Linked DNA regions of Mus musculus: all the other regions are linked to region 2. The links are chromatin contacts, called in public Hi-C and HiChIP or PLAC-seq maps. All regions are on one chromosome and are shown on one strand. The core of a region is the stretch at or near the end of the contact, and the rest is flanking DNA. Distances in the headings are between cores, read along the strand shown. Region 1 holds the start of Gemin6 (gem nuclear organelle associated protein 6). Region 2 holds the start of Thumpd2 (THUMP domain containing 2). Region 3 overlaps Slc8a1 (solute carrier family 8 (sodium/calcium exchanger), member 1).

Evidence for each region. Hi-C and Micro-C count contacts between places; a contact is called where the count stands out from the background. HiChIP or PLAC-seq counts read pairs in DNA pulled down with a chosen protein or histone mark.
Region 1: a Hi-C map of pre-B cells shows a contact between it and region 2, with 5 times the contacts expected there. The contact joins the promoter of Gemin6 here to the promoter of Thumpd2 in region 2. A contact is called at or near these places in 7 of 39 promoter capture datasets (the 3T3-L1 cell line, 3T3-L1-derived adipocytes, HPC-7-derived erythroid cells and 4 more) and 1 of 484 Hi-C or Micro-C datasets (pre-B cells).
Region 3: a contact with region 2 is called in an H3K4me3 HiChIP or PLAC-seq map of bone marrow-derived macrophages, with 5 times the contacts expected there. The contact joins the enhancer-like site here to the promoter of Thumpd2 in region 2. A contact is called at or near these places in 2 of 39 promoter capture datasets (embryonic stem cells and hematopoietic stem and progenitor cells), 1 of 484 Hi-C or Micro-C datasets (uterus), 4 of 115 datasets of contacts at active chromatin or transcription factors (bone marrow-derived macrophages, embryonic forebrain and stem cell-derived neural progenitor cells) and 1 of 9 other capture datasets (macrophages).

Annotation. Positions count from the first base shown.
Region 1 is chr17:80,222,928-80,226,867 of GRCm38.p6, reverse strand. Gemin6 (gem nuclear organelle associated protein 6) reads right to left here and starts at 2,417. Exons shown (of 3, transcript NM_026053.4): 1 at 2,198-2,417; 2 at 1,104-1,247. The coding sequence starts at 1,228.
Region 2 is chr17:81,062,903-81,066,563 of GRCm38.p6, reverse strand. Thumpd2 (THUMP domain containing 2) reads left to right here and starts at 1,479. Exons shown (of 10, transcript NM_028138.1): 1 at 1,479-1,629. The coding sequence starts at 1,504.
Region 3 is chr17:81,663,505-81,667,632 of GRCm38.p6, reverse strand. The region is part of intron 1 of Slc8a1 (solute carrier family 8 (sodium/calcium exchanger), member 1); the gene reads left to right. Among named protein-coding and RNA genes, the nearest start is that of Slc8a1, 73 kb to the left of the region's middle. Within about 2 kb of position 2,517, at least 13 of the 459 cell types and tissues checked have an H3K27ac peak or open chromatin away from gene starts, as enhancers often do. A contact at or near this core is called in bone marrow-derived macrophages, where this site is marked.

The DNA of each region.
Region 1 (3,940 bases), core at 1,168-3,667, 840 kb after region 2:
TTCTTTTTTAAATCCTGTCCTCAACTTTTGACATCAAAATCGTATTAGCTTCAATCATATTAGTTTCAGCTTGTCACCACAGTGCCCATGAGGTTAGAGTAGAAGGATCATTAAGTCTGAGGCATTTCATGCTAAATGCAGAGACTGAGAGAGGCTATTATATAATCTTCCACAGTGCTACAGAAATTTAGTAAGATTATAAATACGTAGTACTAGGCCTAGAGAGATGGCTCAGCAGTTAAGAGCACCAATTCTCTTCCAGAGGTCCTGAGTTCCATTCCCAGCAACCACATGGTGATTCACAGCCATATGTAATGGGATCCAATGCTCCCTTCTGGTGTGTCTGAAGAGAACAAAAGTGTACTCATATAAATACATAATTAAAACTTAAAAAAAAAATACTTAGTAGCCGGGTGTGGTGGCCCACGCCCTTAATCCCAGCACTTGGGAGGCAGAGGCAGGCGAATTTCTGAGTTCCAGGACAGCCAGGACTACACAGAAACCCTGTCTCAAAAAACAAACAAACAAACAAACAAACAAACTACTTAGTACTTCAATAAATATAAAATTTTCCAATAAACAGCATGGGCATTTTTCCCCTTGACATCTATGTACCTTCAGTCCTTTTTTTTTTTTTTTTTTTACCTTTTGAGACAAGTCCTGACAATTGGATATGGTGGAGATAAGAGGATCAGGGATTCGTGTTTATCCTCAGCTACATAATGAATTTGAGGCCAGTCTGAGTTATATGAGACTTATTTTAAAAAAATAAATAAAGTTGGGTGTGGTGTCCTAGCATTCAGAAGTAGAAGTAGATGAATCAGAAGTTTAATATCATCTTCAACTATATAGCCAAATAAGGCCAACCTTGGCTACAGGAGACCCTCTGGAAGGAGAATTAGAAGAGGGGAGAATTTCTCTTTTCTATTCCTATAACTATGTTTAGTTTGCTACAGCATCCCATAGTTAAAACAGCAGCAGTTAGGCTCAAAAGCAATTATTATGTGTGAATGACCAGTCTTTGATTGATCTGCCTTCTCAGCTTGGATATCCGGGGCCAGTACATAGGATTGTCATTTCACAAAATTAAGTTGCATACTCACTTGGCAGAGACTGGATCTGTGGTTAGAAGCCATCCTTTATACTCCTTCTCACAGGCTATCACTCTCACTTCTTTATAAACGTAATCTTCCCATTCTAAGGGGCTTTTCTTCATCCATTCGCTCATGGTTACCAGTTGCCCAGATCTAGAACCATTATCAATTTGGGTTAATCACTATGGATATTCCACACAAGCAAATGTCTTTTTTTAAAAATATTTTTAAAGATTCATTTATTTATTATATGTAAGTACACTGTAGCTGTCTTCAGACAATCCAGAAGAGGGAGTCAGATCTTTTTACGGATGGTTGTGAGCCACCATGTGGTTGCTGGGATTTGAACTCTGAACCTTTGGAATAGCAGTCAGTGCTCTTACCCACTGAGCCATCTCACCAGCCCAAGCAAATGTCTTAATGATCGCCATTCTGTAGGCAGTCTGTAATTTGCCTGAAAATAACGAGTTTCTTAATGCAAGTAAGCACTGATACATAGAGCCAGTCTTAACTCACACCTACAGTCCCTACCTACTAGTAGTGCTGAGACCAGCCTGGTAACATAGTGTGCCGTCTCAGATCTCAGAAGAACAAGCAAAACGCCCATCTGGGGTATAAGAAACTGATACTATCTTTGGAGAATTCTTGAGAATGTTTTGTTTAGTATATCTGGGAAGGGGTATTTATAATTCAGACTGATGGTAATAGTGAATGGCCACAGGTACAATTCTTAAAACTCCTGTGGCATGTCTAGTCCCACCCTCTGCTCCCAATTCCGGATACCGCTTTCAACCTGGCTTTGAACCTGGCCCGTAGATAACTCAAACTCTTCGGGGCTGGAGAGATGGCTCAGCGGTTAAGAGCACCGACTGGGAGGTCAATTCCCAGCAACCACATGGTAGCTCAAAACCATCGGTAATGGAATCCGATGTCCTCTTCTGGTGTGTCTGAAGAAAGCAGTGGTGTGCTCATATACAATAAAGAAATCTTTTTTAGAAAAAAGAAGAAGCAGCCACTTCCGTTCCGCTTTCCTTAGATAAAAGGATTTCGCCCTAAACCCCTGACAGACATAACTGATGCGGAGTTCTCGGATTCCCACCTACTCTTTCTAGATGACTCTCCACGGGCTTTGCGCCAATTTTCTCGTAAAGCGCTGAGGACCCGTTAGCGAAGCTCTAGAGCTCCAACACCAGGTCCTGTCCAGAGGCCGCCATACCCAGAACTCTGCACGACTCAGGGAAACGCCGCAGAGACCCTGGCTATATTTCTACTTAGCTCACACGCCGCCGAGCGGGCTTGAGTCGGCCCGCCTGAGCCCAGCATGCTTTGCTCCTGACGTCATTTCCTTCCCCCAGAATCCTCCATCCTGTAGTCCTTTGCCTCCGTTCTTGCACTGCAGGTTGTGTCCAAGGGAACTTGAGTTCTCCTGGCCACCGTGAACGTCTCAAGAAATCTTTGTAAGAGGAAAATGTTCGTACCTCAAAGCTTTTTAAGTGGGGTATGAAAATGCGATTTTGCCCTGAATTCAACACAAAGCTCTCTGGGTAAACCTTAAGGCTCTAAAAGCCGAGGTGAATGGCATGAATTCTGGTCTAGCTCGTTTTGGAGCCGGTTAAAATGCGTGCACCTTTGGGGACGTGTTCTCAGTAAATCTCAAGAACAGTGGTGAAGTTGGGAAGATCAGCACTGGATTTTTTTTTTTTTTTTTTTTTCGAGACAGGGTTTCTCTGTGTAGCCCTAGCTGTCCTGGAACTCACTCTGTAGACTTCGCCTGCCTCTGCCTCCCAAGCAGCACTGGATTATGTTGTTTCTGCTTCAGATTTCTGGGCACGTAGCTGACTGGGCTCTGACATACTGCAGAATCTTCGAGACTGTGATACTGAAAAGTGGTGCAAGGCAGTAAATGCTAAGATTCTGCCTATACTGAAAAGAGAAAAAAACAACCCTCTCCCCCGCCAAGACAACAACTACAACAAAAAAACCCACCAAGGGCGATGAACAAAAACTGAGCTATAAAATTGTCAAGCCAGAGGTGGGCGTGGTGGCGCACGCCTTTAATCCCAGCACTCGGGAGGCAGAGGCAGGCGAATTTCTGAGTTCGAGGCCAGCCTGGTCTATAAAGTGAGTTCCAGGACAGCCTGAGCTACACAGAGAAACCCTGTCTCAAAAAAAAAAAAAAAAAAAAAAAAAAGATTGTCAAGCCAAGCAGCAGAAACATTAAATATGAATCGGTTTTTTAAAATTACTACTTGAAATTCCATATCAAATAATCCTTCCCAAAACCTTCATTTATTGAATGATTGACTTCATATTAATGAGATTTCATGGATTAAGTTAGAGTTTATCAGTTAAAACCCTCTATAAAGCTACAAGAGCTAATGTAAATTCCAAGTTATTAAGAGTGTGGGAGAAAATGTTTGACCTTTAAAACTACAGAATAAAAATCTACAACTGATTTGTGACAACTGTTCAGTTGCATTTTAAGTTTCATTCTTTACTGCAAACCTGTTTGGCTTATGTTTTCTTCCCCTTTTGAAACAAGGACATGTCCCTACTCTGTCCAAATTATCAGAAATTTAAGTTGCATTTGGGCCACATGTGGTGCATAGGACTTTAATCCAAGCTTGTGGAAAGCAGAGGTAGGCAGGGAGTTTGGGATCAATTAGTCTACATAGTGAGTTCTAGGCCAGCCCTGCTACAAAAAAAAAAAAAAAAAAAAAATTAAAAAAATTTAAAAATCAGTTGCAACTAGATACAAGATATTTAAACTATTCTAGCTTTTTTTTTTTTTTTTTAAATTCGAGACAGGGTTTCTCTGTGTAGCCCTGGCTGTCCTGGAACTCACT
Region 2 (3,661 bases), core at 230-2,729:
AGTTAGCAAGACAAACCTCCAGAGACGTCAGCACAAGCCAACCTGATCCAGTTGATTCCTCGGTTGAGGACTATAAGTGATTTTAAGTTGAAGCAAGTCGAAAAAAAAACCTAACCACCCTAGGCAATTATAGCAATCTTCCTAGCTGAGAGAGACTTCCTGTGTTGGTCTTTCTTTTAGTCTTATGCCAATGAATTGCATCCAATTCAGCACCAAACTAACTTATTACCTACCGAGAGTAAGCCTGTGTATGACTATGGTATCCGGATGAATGAAACTATCATCTCCCCAGGAATTTCGCAGCCTAAAACATCTGCATTCTGATAGTCAATTGCATGCATTAAACACCTTTGAAATTAAGGGAATCGACAATCACATCAAAACAGGGAGAAACTGTGAAGCAAATGTCTCACAGCTACTCCAGTTTAAATGTGCATCTTGAGGTGAGATAAAAATGACTAAAATTTATTATAGAAATATACAGAACTGACAAACATGAAAGAGAATTAAAGTCTGTCCGTTCTAAAATTGTTTCTGTTGACTTCCAACTTCCTCGATGTTGAATAAGTAATATTCAAATGGCAGATTGCAGCTGGGTAAGTTAAATTCATCTGAAGGCATCTGAGACTATTTTTTTAGTACAGACTATGTATGTATGTGTGTATGCACGCACATGTATGTATATGCAGGAAAATATGTGTGCGGCGTACATGTGCATGTGTACACATAGAGGCCAGAAGACAACCTCAGGTATCCTTCCTCAGGTGTTGTCCCTCTTTTATTTTTAATTTTTGGGGACAGGTCTAGGGTGAGCCACCAAATGAAACAACTTAGAGCTGACCTTTGGAAACGCTCAGGTGACGGGACTCCATAAGGAACTTGGCTCTACTGCCCCAACCCTTCAGGAGCTGACCACTGGTTAAGGGGCAAGAGAATGTCAGTTACCCACTGGCATTCATTTCTGGACCTGGAGAAATATTCCTCTAACAGTTTCTAATATCTGATTCAATATAGAACTACATAGCTAATTTAATGTTGTTGAATTAGAGATAGATTTTTATTCTATCTATATCAAATTTTGTCATTTTAAAACTCAAGAGGTTTTTCTTTAAAAAAAAAAAAAACCATTCAAATACCGTCACTAGCTCAAATCGATTAGACTAAACTGGATGGCACATTCATTATTTACCTATGTGATTGGCCAGATTCAAGAAATGTAACAAGTGTCGGGAACACAAAGACATTTTGCTGGAGAACAAGAATTTCTTCTCTTGATCCTGAGTTCACCGGTTCGGCCCAGTCTTAGATGAAGACAGTAAGGACAGCATCCCCAGGACCCTTGACAATCAGAGATGCCTGGCTGCAGGAGGCTCGCTGTAGTTTCCGGGACGCCCCATAGAGGGCGGGCCTGCAAAGGCGACGCTCCGGTGCGCGTTCCACTGAAGGCTCCCAGGCGCGCTCCCGAGCTCACGTGACCGGGTCTCGGGGTCGCGCCTGAGCGCCATGGCTGTAGCCCAGGCAGACCCGGGTTCTGACCCCGCTGGCGGCGCCCGGTTCTTCTGCACCGCGGGCCGCGGCCTGGAGCCGTTCTTGATGCGGGAGGTGCGCGCGCGGCTGGAAGCCACGCAGGTGAGTCGGGCTCACCGTGCTCGGGGGGAGCCACGCTCGCCCCGGGTCCCCTCTTGGCACCAGCGTGGGGCTCAGGCCCGGGAAGGACTTGTGAGCACCCCATCCTTGGCGTGCAGTGGGCCCCATCCGGGACCTTTGATGACTGCTGAGAGCAACCGGCTGCTCTGGTGGTTTCGTTCTTTATCCAGTATGGTCACTGTATATCTGTCACAGCCAAAGTTTTAAACAGAGGGGTGCGGAAGCCACTTTTGTCTGGGATTCCTTAAAAAGAAACTATGACATGGCAATAGCTAGAGTTAGAATCCTTCCTTTATACCTTAAATGCAGATATACTTCCCGGGCTTACTTGTTTGAGTCTTGTTACTTGACAAGCTTGGGTTTTACATTGTAGGAGGACTGTGAGACATGCCCAGTACACCCACAACACACGTGGTAAACAGAAGCTAGAACAAGAACTCTCCCCTGCTACCCGTGCGTTTCAATGAGTGACTAGTGAACAAATTCCAAACGTACCAGGATGTGCAAACTGAGTTCTTGAAAACACAGGGAAAGGATGTAATAGGATAGGTCGGGACTTTTGTGTGTGACATGTTCTTGGAAAGGGGAAGCTTGCTAAAACCAAACTAGCTGTTCGCCTCTGGGGAGCAGTGTTCGAAGCCCACAAAAGGAGTCTCTGCCACGGTGAGGATCCAGATGGAGATGGTGGAGATGCAGATGGAGATGATAGAGGTGCAGGTGCAGTGGGGAGAGTTGCCAAGACTAGCATTTAATCTAAATAAATTTAATCTAAATTAAATATCTAAATAATAACCTCCGCATTCATCAAGGATTTAAAGTTTGTTGGGTTTTTTTGTTTGTTTGTTTTGGTTTTAATTGTGTGTGTTCTCATACTAGTGAAAGCGTGAACCATCAGCTCATCTCCCTGGAGCTGGAGTAACTGGTGATTGTGGGCTGCCCTGCGTGGGTGCTAGGATGCAAACATGGTTCCTCTACAAGACTAATACCCAGTCTTAACCAGGTGAATCCAGTGATGTATTCAAGTTACACAATTACAAAATGATGTTGGTGATATTCAGATTCTGAAATCAAGCATAACTATATAATGTCCAACCCAGCCACATGTGGGCATATACATGTTGCAGGGCACTTGATCACACTGTGAACCCCAAGATTGTGCTATTTACTGAAAAAACAAAAACAAACAAACATGTTTCTATTTGTGGTCTGGCTCAGCCCTTAGCACATACCTTTAATCCATCTGGCTGGAATACAGGCATGCCCTTAGCACACATCTTTAAGCCCAAACAATGAAAGTCAAGTTAGTTTGTAGAAGGAGGCAGCCATGTTTGAAAGTGATGTCTAATTGAATGGCAGACAAGGTGACGAATCAGAGAAAGATTTCACAGAACAAGGACATGCCCAACTCACAAGAGAAGAGAGAGGAAAGGGAAGCTACTTGAACAGGGGCAGAGAGAGGAGGAGGAGGAAGAGGAGAAGGAAGAAGAGAAGGAGGAAGAGGAGGAGGAGGAGACGACAGACAGTTTTACCGGACAGTTACAGGGAGATAGGTTGCAGAGAGAGAACAAGCTAGACACAGGTGAAGACAGAGCAAGCCAGAGAATGAGAAGGAGGCAGAAGATAAGAACAGATTGCCAAAGTTAGTATGAGGCCAAGCAGAGCAATTCAGGAGAGGCAGAGAGAGAGAAGACAGAGACAGAGACAGAGAGACAAAGAGAGAAAGCAGACTGAATCAGTCAGCTTGGAGAGGAGTTTGAGCCAGAACAGCTGAGTTGAACCATCCAACTAGATTTTCAGAAAGAACTAGAAAGGGTGAGTTTATTCATCAGTAAGTCTCAGAGGCTGCAAACATTCTAGGTCTAGATTAGATTGTACAGAGGCTGGACGCTTCCAGCACTAGGTTAGGTTAGCAGACAGAGGCAGTAAACCTCAGAGACAATTATATCTGGTAAATAAAAGTTACTTTTCCATAGTGAGGCCCAGGAATTTGTTTTGTTAACTTGGCAGGCTTAGT
Region 3 (4,128 bases), core at 1,268-3,767, 600 kb before region 2:
GATTTAGATTAAGAGATAGCTGGAAACTCTGTTGACTGTGACAGGGAAGGAAAGAGCATAGTACTGTGAGTGCTGTAACTCTAAATAAAAACAGGGAAGGAAGGTGAGGGATACCCTGAGGACTGAAGAATCCCGATCACCATAGCTGTTCTTTCAAGCTCACTGTGTTCTGAAACAATAAACTACGTTGAAAAGAGCGGCGGCATTTGTTAGTGAGCTATATTTAACATGTTTTTTATCGACGAAAATAGACTTTTATTTATCTTGCAAAGTAAACGCATGGTTCCTTCCCTCTTAGTGCTTAATCTCTGTCCTGGACAGAATAAATGATGAGAAGAACTCTGGGGCTTCTATAAATTGCATTCCTCCTTTAAAAAGAGAATGAACAGAAAAAAAAAACATTTTAAAAGACACAGCAGCATCAAGAAAGTATTTTGCCTTTGACTGTGAACATCACAGTTTTAGACTTAAGGGTGTTGTTTTCATGTTGCCATTCAAGGAGGCCAGTCTTTTCTCTCGGATGCCCAAGGTAGAGGGAGAAAGCTATGCAGGCAAGAAGCAGGTATAGGTATCAGCAAGGACAAGACTAGAATGGAAGTTAAATATAGAGTAAGACATGTTTAGAGAAGAGGATGTTACATCAGGTTGCGTGTTTCATATTCTTGAGCTGTTGTATATATGTTCCTTCCAGTCGTTGCTTTTGTTAAAAATTTCGTGGTTCAAGTGATAATCTCAGCTACTTAGGGATATGTGCCTTGTGTTTCAACATCATCCACTGCCATCCACACTTCATGATCCAATGTCTACTGCAAACCCCTTCTCCCCTGTGAGAACATTTACCCAGGAACCTATCTGACCAAATTCTACTGCTCCCTCTTGTGGCAAGTATTTTCCCTGACTTTCTCTAGATTCCAGGATGCTGTCTGGATTCCCCACTGTTCCTTTAACAGTCTACCTCTCCAGCTCTAATTCTCAGTAGCAACTAAGGCTAACCAGGCCAGTGGGTTACAACACTACCTGTTCCCACTTTTCCCTCTGAACAAAATGGTTCTGGCTCCTGGGAGATGTCTCTTAGATGTAGGGGAAGTAGATGTCAGGTGTTTTCCGACCCGTTGGGATAGACCAGACTCGGGAAATGTGAGCTTTCAGCTTTTGCCTTTGGGATTTTGATTTAAACTTAGGGCTAGTCCAGTGGGGCCTCATTAAATGCAGTAGGATTATTTCTCTCTCAATCTCTCTCTCTCTCTCTCTCTCTCTCTCTCTCTCTCTCTCTCTCTCTCTCTCTCTCCCTCTCTCTCCCTCTCCTCCCTCTCTTTCTCCTTCCTCTGGCAATCCCTCTCTTTCCCCTTCTCTATTCTTCCTCTCTCTTTCCTGCAGCCTCTAGCTTCTCATGTGTACATGTGCATCGTGTTGAAACTTTAAACTAACCATGGAGTAGTAGTGACAGCCCACTGTCTGATGTGGAGACTTCCAGGGTGAGTGCTTACTGTATGCTTTCACGGAAGGAGTTTAGAACACAAGTAGAGAGTGCCTTGATTTCACAGAGCTCACACTGCTCTCTTCCCTGGCAACTCTGTTTGGAATCTGATTGCTTCGCCCTCACATTTACACCTGTCCTTTGGTTTTTGGGTCCTTGGTGCTTCTAGTCCAGAATGCAACAAGAAGGTTCAAATTACAGGCATCCTTACTTCCTGCTCAGTTTTCAAAGAAGGAAGGGAATGTCCTGTCTGACAAGTGAAGCATGGAAACTCTTTTTGTGGCTGAGGGCTAGTGCATCATCTATAATAAGTTGTTTGAGTCTGGTAAAACATTCATGGGTTCAAAGCCTTTATCCACTGGCCAACATAGAATCTGAAACCATTAGTATGAAGGTCACTCATCTGAGTGAAGAATTCTGACCAAATCCCTAACAAAATGCAGAGGTATTGCTCAACAAAGAGGTACTATGTGTGAATCTACACAAACCATTAGTATATGTTAATATGTGAACATATACTATGTGTGAATCTACACAAGCCATTAGTATATGTCAATATGTGAACATATACTATGTGTGAATCTACACAAGCCATTAGTATATGTCAATATGTGAACATATACTGTGTGAATCTACACAAGCCATTAGTATATGTCAATATGTGAACATATACTATGTGTGAATCTACACAAGCCATTAGTATATGTCAATATGTGAACATATACTATGTGTGAATCTACACAAGCCATTAGTATATGTCAATATGTGAACATATACTGTGTGAATCTACACAAGCCATTAGTATATGTCAATATGTGAACATATACTATGTGTGAATCTACACAAGCCATTAGTATATGTCAATATGTGAACATATACTATGTGTGAATCTACACAAGCCATTAGTATATGTCGATTTGTGAATTTGAAAAGCTTTATGCAATCAGCTCTCAAAAAGTCCCGAGGACCTGGGACACAGCAAGACAAAGAGGAAGTGGAAGAGTTAAAACTGTGTTTCTGCCCACTGAATGCCCTCTTGAGACTGTTCTGATAGGGAAGCGTAGGGAGCCAAGGGCCTGGGAGCAGAGCTCTTGAATAAGAGGTCAGTCACCGGAGAGAAACCAGAAGCAGGCAAATGTGGATTCCTATACTAAGGTTTTACCCTGAAGCAACCTTTGGTTCTTTTCTTAAGAAGTTAGCCTTTGTAAGGCTTCTGAGAAATGGGCAAAGTATTTTCTCTAGAGCAGACTGACAGTCTCAAAATCCTGAAGGCGCTGTATTGTAACCTTTCCACCAGTCACCTAGACAACAGTTGCTCGATGCCAATTCAGATAAACAGTTCCCTGCACATTCAAGAGATCTTGGAAAAAATTAATGTCTCTATCAGAGGCTATCTTAAAAGATGGGATAATCACTCTGTAGATTCCATGCCATTGCAAACTAAGTTACAAATAATGTCTTTGCTGAATCTAATGTGAGATCAAGTCAAAACAGCAAGACAACCAGTGAGTGATTCACCACCTTCCACTAATCCAACCATGGTGTCTACTGAGCACTCAGGTTGTGTAAAAGACACATGGAAAGGCAAGCCATTTCACATTTGTTGAACACTTGTCATGTCATTATCTAGACAAGCTGGTATATATGTGTGTATGTGTGTGTGTGTGTGTGTGTGTGTGTGTGTGTGTATGTTTGTGTGCATGCATATGTATATGTATATATATGCACACATGCACACACATATGCATATATATACATATATATACATACATATACCTATTTGATGCTTCTAAGTGTCCAGCAAAGAAGCATAAAAATGCATTTAAAGGTGAAGACTATTGTGCAGTTGAATGACTTAGCTGTGGGTCAATAAAAGACTACAAAAGCCATGTTCTGGATTTAGTTCTTCTTGCCATGATCTCATAGATGAAATACCATGGCTGAGTAAGATAGGATCTGGACTGCAGAGGAAGGAGAAGCTTGGCCTCTGACCTCGTCGAGGAGAGGAAAGGGGATTTGGGGGTCATCACAAAGAGGTAAAGGGGTTTAGAAAACCAATAAGCTGAGTCATTTTGACCAAGTAAAACATGTTCTAAGCATTTTATGGCAAGGACAGCCATAGAACAATGTCATGAATGTCTCCATAGCACTTGATCTGCCCTGCACTCATTCAGGACTGTGTATGTACACTATAGAGTTGGGATCAATAGTAGCTTTCGGCATTTCCCAAATGCATTTTACACTGGAAGGTAAGATTCATCATGAAGTCACTGCAATGGTCAGAGGCAAGGAGAAAGGGTAGGCCACTAGTCAATGCACTTCTTGGTTTACTTTTTACTTGGTTTTAGAGATAAATTCTCACCATGGAGCCCAAGGGACTCCATACCCCTTGAAGTCTCCTACCTGTGCCTCCAGATTCCTGGGATTTTAGGTATGATGCTACACTGGGCATCCCTTGGTACACTTTAGGTAGTTTATTTATCATTGATGGCTCTCATGCATTCTCCTCTGCACACCTCACTAACACACAGGACTTAGGGCCTCTTTCTGGTTGTGTTCATTCCTTAGTATAGAGTATCCAAGCCTCATAGCAGGTTTCGGTCATCAGGCTGCTTATTCTGCTCCCAAAGTGACACTTGCTTTGTAGACTT